Regions from separate parts of the Mus musculus genome. Here region 1 is linked to region 2. Evidence: chromatin contacts called from public promoter capture Hi-C data. All regions are on one chromosome and are shown on one strand. The core of a region is the stretch at or near the end of the contact, and the rest is flanking DNA. Distances in the headings are between cores, read along the strand shown.

Region 1 (5,209 bases), core at 2,432-4,931, 1.0 Mb after region 2:
GAACTTCTAAGGAAATCACCATCCCTGACCTCAAGCTGTACTTCAAAGAATTAGAAATAAAAAACCACATGGTATTGGTACAGAGACAGGCAGGTAGATCAATGAAATAGAATTGAAGACCCAGAAATTAACCCACACACCTATGGTCACCTGATCTTTGGCAAAGAAGGCAAAACCATCCAGTGGAAAAAAGACAGCATTTTCAACAAATGGTGCTGGTTCAACTGGCAGTCTCCATGTAAAAGAAAGCAAATTGATCCATTTTTATCTCCTTGCACAAAACTCAAATCCAAGTGGCTCAAGGATTTCCATATAAAACCAGATACATTGAACCTAAAAGAAGAGAAGTGGGAAAGAACCTTGAACACATTGGCACAGGGGAAATTTTCCTGAAATGGCTCAGGCTCTAAGATCAACTATGGGCAAATGGGATCTCATAAAATTGAAAAGCTTCTGTAAGGCAAAGGACACTGTCAATAGGACAAAATGGCAACCAACAGATCAGGACAAGATCTTTACCAATATATATCCAATATATAAAAAGAACTCAAGAAGTTAGACTCCAGAGAACCAAATAACCCTAATAAAAATGGGGTACAGAGTTAAACAAAGAATTCTCAATTGAGGAATATCCAATGTCCAAGACGCACCTAAAGAAATGTTCAGCATCCTTAGTCATCAGGGAAATGCAAATCAAAACAACCCTGAGATTCCACCTCACACTGGTCAGAATGGCTAAGATCAAAAACTCAGGTGACAGATGCTGGTGAGGATGTGGAGAAAGAGGAACACTCCTCCATTGTTGGTGGAATTGCAAGCTGGTACAATCACTCTGGAAATCAGTTTGGTGGTTCCTCAGAAAATTGGACATAGTATTACCTGAGGACCCAGCTATACCACTCCTGGTATATACTCAGAAGATGCTCCAACAAGGATACATGCTCCACTATGTTCATAGCAGCCTTATTTACAATAGCCAGAAGCTGGAAAGAACCCAGATGTCCTTCAACAGAGGAATAGATACAGAAAAGGTGTTACATTTACACAATGGAATACTACTCAGCTATTAAAAACAATGAATTAATGAAATTCTTAGGCAAATGGTTGGAACTAGAAAATATCATCCTGGGTTAGGTAACCCAATCACAAAGAACACACATGATAGGCACTCACTGAGAAGTGGATATTACACTAAAAGCTCGGAATATCCAAGATATAATTCACAGTCTACATGTAACTAAGAAGAAGGAAGACCAAAGTATGGGTGCTTCAGTCCTTCTTAGAAGGGGGAACAAAATACTCATAAAAGCAAATACTGAGATAAAGTATGAAACAGAGACTGAAGGAAAGGCCATCCAGAGACTGGCCTACCTGGGGATCCATCCCATATACAGTCACCAAACACAGACACTATCATGAATTCCAAAAAGTGCATGCTGACAGGAACCTGATATAGCTGTGTCCTGAGAGACTCTGCCAGAGCCTGACAAATACAGTAGATGCTCAAAGCCAACCATTGAACTGAGCTCAGGATCCCAATGAAGGAGTTAGAGAAAGGACTGAAGGAACTGAAAGAGTTTGCAACCCCATAGGAAGAACAACAGTAGCAACCAACCAGACCCCCCAGAGCTTCCAGGGGCTAAGCCACCAACCAAGGAGTATACATGGCTTCAGCGGCATATGTAGCAAAGGATGACATTGTCAGACATCAGTGGGAGAAGAGGCTCTTGGTCCTGTGAAGGCTCGATGCCCCAGTGGAGAGGAATGCCAGGGTGGGGAGGCAGGAGAGGATGGGTGGGTGGGTGGGTGGGGGAACACCCTCATAGAAGCAGGGGGAGAGAGAATGGGATAGGGTATTTCGGGGAGGGGCAGGGAAAGGGGATAACATTTGAAATGTAAATAAAAAAAATATCCAAAAGAAAAAAGAAAAAAAGAGTGACTCTTAGACAAAGACTTTCCCTGTGGTGATCTAAATGAAGCAGCTTTCTAGGATGATCCTTGCTTGTTCATATTGCTTTATAGCATATTGCCAAAGTTAGCATGAGGCCAATGCTGAGCAATTCAGTAAGACACTGTGAGATGTTAGGTTAAATCAGTCAGCTTGGAGAGGAGTTTGAGCCAGAACAGCTGAGTTGAACTGGCCATGGCCAGCCAGAGCTCAGAATTAACTAGAAAGGGTGAGCTTATTCAGCACAAGTCTCAGAGGCTGAAAACATTCTAGACCTAGATTAAATTGTATGGAGGCTAGAATTTAGACAAGGCCTAGGTTAGCAGATGGAAGTGTGCCAAGGAGATGTTAGTGATCCCCCAAAACACAGACAGGAGCCAATCTGGTGCAACTCACAGCAGGGTCTTTATTCTTTTTGAGCTAACTCAACTCCCTTTACCCGCCCCTCCCCCAATGCACCACCATCATGCATGATGGTTTGGGGTTGGGGGAGCCCTGAATGTCTATTGGGGCAAGGCTTTATAGTAAGCAATAAGCAGGGAGTACATATGCAAGCATCTAATTGGAAAGCTCCTGTGACCTTTAACATAATTGACTGGTGCTGGGAGTCATATCATAAACTTAATTTCTGTTCCCCTCTGCATTGGTGGTCATTAGGCAGGGGGTGGGCTTATAACCTGGGGGTGTAGATTTGTTGGGGGAATAACCTGGAGACACTGGTCTTGTTGAGGGTGTAGCCTGGAACCTCTGGTCATGTTAGAGATTAGCCTAGAGACTGGAGCTAGGCTGGGGTTTTGGGGGAAGCAACTTGGGAGACTAATGCTACGTACCAGCCTGTTAGTTTACCTGAGTTCAAACTTAGGTCAGTTTCTCTAAAATGAAATCTGAACTTAAACGATTTGGGATCTCAGAGGCAGTAAGCATCAAAGACAACAATTACTTCAGGAGAATAAAAGTTACATTTACAGCCTATGGTTGTTAGTCCCATTGAAGGAGAGTAAAGACCATTCTCAAACTCTTTGGACAAATTACTCAAGCTTTATTTTCTGCCAGACAGGGCAATTTCCCTAGAGTGAGGTTTGAGAAAAATAGTGTTGAACACAAAAGATGAGGTTTATATTAGCCCCAAAACTGCAAGGCCGGAGGAGTTTCAAGGGTTGGAGGATTTCCAGAGGAATTCTAGTTATGTAGAAACTTGAACATTTCAAAATCATTTTACAGAACATTTTATCAGAGTAGTGGTCAGGGTATAGAGTGTAGAGCATGGAAAATATCATAAAATGAAGGGAGTCCTGGTCAAACCCAAGTTTTACAGAAAATAGGAATTAATTTATTTTGACCTTGTAATAAGATGACTACTAATCTTAAGATAATCACCCTGGCCCAACACAGCCTTATCACCCCACATAGAAAAACTCTACTTAAACTATATGTACGTATACACGTACATTTATGTATGTATTTTAAAGAAACAATGTTTCCCTGTGCCTTGTTCAATTATCCTTGGTAGCTTTTTTTTTAATTCCTCTTTCCTCCCTCTTACTCTATATTGCCCCCCACTAATTAATTAAAAGTTTCCCTGCCCTGTTTTTCCCATTTCCCCTTCAAAGCACCTGTATTAGGGTTCTAAAAAGAAACAGAACTGAATGCACACACACACACTCACACTCACTCACTTGCAGAGACAAATTTATTGGAATGTCTACCCAGGCTGTAGTCTGACTATTCCAAAAATGACTGACTCCTAACTGGGGAATCTAATAACTGTTCAGTCTGTGAGGCTGGATGTCTCAGCTGGTCTTCAGTACATGCCAGAACCAAAGAAACAGGCTCTGATTCCAGTGAAGAAGTGAACTTCCCAGTGAGAGGACAAGTAGGCAAAGAACAAGCTCTTCCTTCTATGGCCTCTATTTAGGCTGCCACCAGAACCTGTAGCACAGATTTAAAGGTGTGGCCTCCTACCTCAAATGATCCAATCAAGAAAAATCTCTCGGGCTGGTGAGATGGCTCAGCGGGTAAGAGCACCCGACTGCTCTTCCGAAGGTCCGAAGTTCAAATCCCAGCAACCACATGGTGGCTCACAACCATCCGTAATGAGATCTGACGCCCTCTTCTGGAGGGTCTGAAGACAGCTACAGTGTACTTACATGTAATAAATAAATAAATAAATCTTAAAAAAAAAAGAAAAAAAAACAAGAAAAATCTCTCGCAGTTATACATACTCAGCAGCTTGGGTTTTAGCTAATTCCAGATGTATGCCATCAAGCTGACAACCAAGAATAGCCATCACAACATCCAACATCTTACTATCCCTGTCTCCCTTGCCCTACATGGTCCCTTTTCACTTCCCTGGTTTCTGTAGCTACTCCAGGTTATATGCTCACATCTGCAGATTCAAAGCTAAAATCCACAAATAAGAAAGTGATTCACTTTTTGGGTCTGAGTTCCCTCACTAAATATAACATTTTCTAGTTCCATCCATTTAACAATATAATTCCAAACAGCATTAGTGGGGTATTGCAAATATTAGGATAAATTCCCAGATTCTTTGTGGAATGCCATCACATTGAAGTTCAATCTTTATAAGTAGGTTCATTTTAAGAAACACTACTCATAGCCAGGTGTGGTGGCGCACGCCTTTAATCCCAGCACTTGGGAGGCAGAGGCAGGCGGATTTCTGAGTTCGAGGCCAGCCTGGTCTACAAAGTGAGTTCAGGACAACCAGGACTATACAGAGAAACCCTGTCTCGAAAAAACCAAAAAAATAAATAAATAAACATCATGAATTTTGTAGGCAAATGGATGAAACTAGAAAATATCCTGAGTGAGGTAACTAGACCCAAAAGAACATGCATGGTATGTATTCACTGATAAGTGGATATTAGCCAAAAAGTACAGAATGCCCAACTGTAAGAAGTGTGACAAGCAGAAATGTCCAAGTGAGGTGGCTTCAATCCTACTCAGAAGGGAGAAGAAAATAATCACAGGTGGCTGAAGGAGGGAGAGACCTGAGTGGGAGAGAGGGAGGGGAGAAGGGGTATTAGATCAGATATGGGGGTGAAGGGACAGGAGAGAAGCCCAGAGGGCCAAGAGAATGAAAGGAGACAAGCAGCCTTGGAGGATGGGAAGTGGAGGAACCTCTAGGAAGTACCAGAGACCCAGGAGGTGAGAGACTTTCAGAACCCAATGAGGGGGTGATCTTAGCTAAAATGTCCAACACTGGGGAAAGGGAACTCAAAGAACCCACCTCCAGTACATAGA
Region 2 (4,961 bases), core at 2,040-4,539:
GATCATGGAGGTGTTTATTTTTAAAATGTATTTTTTCAAAATAATTTCTTTTGAGGCAGAATCTCCTTGTATCTCAGACTGGCCTGGAACTCTTGATCATCATGCCTTAAAACCCAAAATGCTGCATTTATACATGTTTGTCACTATAACCATCTTAATCACCTATTTTAAATTTTGGTATGTGCACAGAAGTGCACAGGGATCGAGTGTACATGCAGAAAATGGGGATATGAGTCACATGGTGGTCAGAGGACAACTTTGTGGAGTCTTTCTCCTATCCTTATACAGGTTCCAAGGACCAAACACAAATTGCCAAACTTTGGTGACATGCCAAGCCACCTATTTTTTAGTGCTTAGTTATCAAGATGCACTGGTTACAGCCGAGGATGGCCTCTGTATATGACAGCTGTGCTCTTCTCTACGCCTTCACTTGGGACTAGCTACATAGGAATCTGTCAACCTGGTGTGTGCTTAGAGTAACATCTTTATTTTTAATTTTATTTATATATACAAGTGTTTTACCTGCATCTGGGTCTACCACATATGCAGTACCTTCGGAGGCTAGAAGAGGGCATTGGATCCCCTGGAACTGCAGTGTCCCATGGTTGTGAGCTTAAATGGTGGTGCTAGGGCTGGAGACATGGTTCAGTGGTTTAAGAGCAGTGACTGCTCTTCCAGAGGTCTTGAGTTCAATTCCCAGCAACCACATGGCACATTACAACCATCTGTAATAGAATCGGATGCCCTCTTCTGGTGTATCTGAACCACACAACATTTAAAAACAAAACCATAAATACAAAATTTTAAAATAGACACACACAAAAAAAATCCTTTTAAATGGTGGTGCTAGGAACTCTGAATCCTGATTCTCTACAGCCAGTAGAACAGCCAGTGCTCCTAACCACTGAGCCATCTCTCTATCCCTCTTGTACTAAGATCTTGAGCCATTAGAATGGAAAATTTAACTCTTGGGCTCTGCTAAAATAATCAGTTAGATTTTTGATGTTTTGTTTATGAAATCCATTAAGTATGTGATATTACCTAAGAAGGAAAGTCTTCATTTTTCTATTGAATTTGAAGAATGAAAGCTACAGAAACTTTGTTTTGTGTTTGTTGTTTTGAAGCTGGGTATTGGCTATTGTAGCCTAGGCTGCAACCATACCAGGCTCAGGAGGACTTTGGGTTTTTTGCCTGTTAGCACGCATGAGCCACAGTACACCTGTGAAGATCGAAGGATGACTTGGGAGTCTCCTTTCTACCATTTAGGACTCAGGAATTGAATCCAGTCATCAGACTTGATGACAGGAACTTCTACCCACTGAACCATCTTAGGCTCCATTATTGGCATTTTGGAGCTGATTATAATTAGTGTTCAGCCTGACGTGATATCGAATGCCTTTGTCCTAACACTAGATAGGCCAAGACAGGAGAAATGCTATGAATTCAAAACCAGAATATTCCAGATCAACTTGGCCTACAGAGCAAGACCCTGTTTCAAAAACAACAGTAGCTTATACTGGTGTATGAATGTAATCTGAGCACTTGGAGTTGGGAGGCAGGAGGATCAGGAGTTCAGACCCTGTCTCAATCCACTGATGGTCTATTCCTAAGATTTATACCCATGAATGTTTTGTCTGCATATATCTGTGTGTACCATGCTTGTGTCTGGTGCATGCAGAGTAGGAAGAGGGCATTGGATCCTCTTGAAGTGGAGTTAAGGTCAGTTTGTAAGCCACCATGTGACTCCTTTGAGAACCCTCTTCTAGCCCTACTCTGAAACAGCTTACACCTTGTCTGTACGAGTTGCTAGGCCTGGTTCTCCTCAACCAGATAGTCACTCCTAATTTGAATAGGTATCAAATTGCATGAGAAAACTAAGATGGGTATTTTAGAGGATAAGGTAGGGCAAGGATTAACCTAATAACACATTTTAAGCACTTTTGGCTTTTTACCACATCTGAGCTGATAGAGATTAGTCTTTTTAGTCTCTTGCTACTCCCTGTGTACAGTTTAAGCATATACACATAGAAAAAAACATTCATTAGGTATTAGGCACCTATTGCATTCTAGACATTGTAAGCAGGCAGGGATTATAACAAGGATCCTTCCTGGGGTTTTCACAAGAAAGAAGGAGCAAAGGTTATAAAATACTGAAGTCTGCGTGTGTGCGCATGCACGCGCTCTAGAGAGAGAGTGTGCAGGGTACTCTTGTGGAGTCAGAAAAACTCTTGAGTTCTCCCCCACCACCTTGATGGTTGAAACTCACTGGGCCTGCAGTCAAACACCTGTACCTGTTCAGCCATTTGGTTATGACACCCAGGGAATAGTTAGACCTTCCTACCCAGAACGATTTGTCACCTAAAACTAGAACAGCCGGGCATGGTGGCGCACGCCTTTAATCCCAGCATTCAGGGAGGCAGAGGCAGGCGGATCTCTGAGTTTGAGGCCAGCCTGGTCTACAAAGTGAGTTCCAGGACAGCCAGGGCTATACAGAGAAACCCTGTCTCGAAAAACCAAAAAGAATAAAAACAAAAACAAAACAACTAGGACATTTAAATGTAGCCCAGGATCCAAAACATATATGTACGTTCACTCAGACCAAAAAGCTTCTAGGCGGTGGCCTGGATCCCCTAACCCTTTGCCGGGATCTCACTCTAGGAGGCATTCTTGAGACATGGTTTCCAGTCAGACGACATTCTGAACCCTTGTGATGTTTTCAGTTACCTTGAGGAGAAAATAAAAAAGCCCCAATTCAACAAGAAAACAAATTTATTACTTATTTAGATCCCACAGAGACCAAGGAACAGGGTGCTCCAAGATGGCCTGTTTAACACATTTGTGTTATTACATACACCTCAAAGGGAACCTCTACTCAGGCGAGATTCTTATGCAAAACTCACTCTGGGCTTCTTGGGTCCCAGTCCTAGTGACTGGTTGTTTTAAGTCAGGATTTCATTGTGTATTGTGTGTCGTCGTGGCTGGCTTGGAACTCAGAGATCCATCTGCCTCTGTGTGTGTCCAACACCTCCGGAGTGTTGGTCACCACACTGAACTTAAGAACCCATGACTGCTTTAGGTGTCTCCCCATCCCCACTCCCCGTGATTGGTCTCCAAAGCATGTCTAGTTCCAGATTCTATGGGACAGAGAACCTGACTCTGACTTTGAGAGGGCAGGGGCAGCCATTTTAAGACCAGAGGATCGCATAAGGGATCGTTCCCTATTGGGAACGCTGGGGACCGCCATTTTAAGAGCACCCTCGGCGCGTGCCTCCATGCGGGTACGAACAGGCAGCCGCCATCTTGGGCATTGGCTGCCGCGCCGAGTCGCCCTGTCCCGCCCCACGGCCTCTCGGGCCACCTCCCCCCGGGGCTGCTGTCCCTGGGCCTGCGGAAACCCACCCTGCTCGCCCTTGTGTGGTTCTCGCCGCTTACGTTGCGCGCTCGTGTGAATGCTCCGCGGCTTCTGAGCGCTCGTTTTAACAACCCCCCACTGGGGGCGCTCGGGCACCTTATACTTTGCGATCTCCAATCCTTACAATGTCTAACGGGCTCGACTGGCCCTGTTCCCTGGATATGGCAAGTGTATCGATTAAGGATCCTCTTTCCCAAGAACGCTAACACAGACGTTGTCCTCTGAGGCTCTGAATGACTTTATTCTTCAAATGCCTTTACCTTTCATAGCTCCAGGTGAGCACCCGGGCATCCCCCTCTCCATTGCCTGAACGGATGGATCACCGAGGGAAACAGGCAGGATTTTGGCAGTTTAGCGGGGTCCCTTTATAGATAGAGTAGAAGGTGCTTGGAGTTAGCCTGAAAGGGTGAGGAGATGGGGTAGACATGGGTAAGGAGGGCCTTGTGCTTCAAATAATCTCCGGGTAAATGCGGGTAGAAGTGATCTACTACAATTTCCAATCTAAGGGCGGGTCTGGGAGGGGGCGATGAGTTCAGAGGAGGTCCACCGCTCTTCAGAGGAGCGCACAGAAGAACTTCTTCTCCCGGAAGGGGTTCTCGGAAGTGGGCACAGGAGTGATGAGGGGGTCCTCACAAGCGTGGGCATCACAGTATGTCATCAGGTCTGCTGCTGCCTTGGACACCTGGAACCCAGCCAGGAAGGGATACATTAACCAGAATTCCTGAAAGGGACTGCAGTTCTCTTCTCCAATAGACTATCTTTTTGTTTCTAGTGCCCTTTGAGACAGCCCTCTCCCCCAACGCCAGTCCTCGGGAACAACTTTGCTGACAAAGCCCAGTTTCTGCCACTGACCTCAGGGTGTCAAGAAAAGAAGCATCTTTTCTTGGGGGGAGGGGGGAGGGGAGGGTATTGCAAACCCACAGCTGAGCCCTGAAGGGCTGATGGGAGCCAGGGTCGCACCCACCTTTATCCGGCACAAGCTGGCCTCAATCTTAAGCTGTTCCACCATCTTGCGTGCTTGACCAATACTCATAGTGCTGTTAACGGGGGTCTCCCCTTTCATCCTGGAGTAAAGACAGTCAGCTGAAACACTCAGCTCTTCACAACCACACACCTGGGATTGTGCCCCCATTCTCCAGTGGCCATCCCAGGTTTTTTTTTCTTTCTTTTTTTTTTTTTTTTTTAAGTAGGGAGAATGGAGAAGATAAAATGAAATATTCTCCTAACCCCTGGGTCCTGGTCATCAAATTATACAAACGATTTAAGGATTTTAAGTCTTTGAGCCAAATATGTTACCAGCAATGAAAGCCTCAGTCAGAAAGAGCCCCACCCTGATGAAATCACATCAGCCACCTGTCCCCCCTCAAGCCCTGAAGAGAAAAAAAGCTGCTTTCTACTCACCTGAAGTAACAGCAGCGGCAGCCAGGGATGTAGGGTCAGTGGGGAGGGGGCACCAAACCCTGCCTCAGATAGGTGCCCCACCCTGCCAGGACTTGGAGCTAAAAATATCCGTAGCACTGACAGTTAATGCAGAGAAGGTCACTAGAGA

The links. Promoter capture Hi-C pulls out the DNA fragments that hold promoters and counts their contacts.
Region 1: a contact with region 2 is called in a promoter capture Hi-C map of second pharyngeal arch cranial neural crest. The contact joins the enhancer-like site here to the promoter of Bscl2 in region 2. A contact is called at or near these places in 12 of 39 promoter capture datasets (the 3T3-L1 cell line, the C10 cell line, the HPC-7 cell line and 7 more), 3 of 484 Hi-C or Micro-C datasets (the 63-12 cell line, B cells and embryonic stem cells), 10 of 115 datasets of contacts at active chromatin or transcription factors (bone marrow-derived macrophages, embryonic forebrain, embryonic stem cells and 4 more) and 2 of 9 other capture datasets (embryonic stem cells and pancreatic islet).

Annotation. Positions count from the first base shown.
Region 1 is chr19:9,861,955-9,867,163 of GRCm38.p6, forward strand. No RefSeq gene overlaps it. Among named protein-coding and RNA genes, the nearest start is that of Scgb2a2, 17 kb to the left of the region's middle. Within about 2 kb of position 3,682, at least 6 of the 459 cell types and tissues checked have an H3K27ac peak or open chromatin away from gene starts, as enhancers often do.
Region 2 is chr19:8,834,178-8,839,138 of GRCm38.p6, forward strand. Bscl2 (Berardinelli-Seip congenital lipodystrophy 2 (seipin)) reads left to right here and starts at 3,290. Exons shown (of 12, transcript NM_001136064.3): 1 at 3,290-3,687. Gng3 (guanine nucleotide binding protein (G protein), gamma 3) reads right to left here. Exons shown (of 3, transcript NM_010316.3): 1 at 4,814-4,961; 2 at 4,377-4,476; 3 at 2,752-4,094. The coding sequence starts at 4,475. The coding sequence ends at 3,966.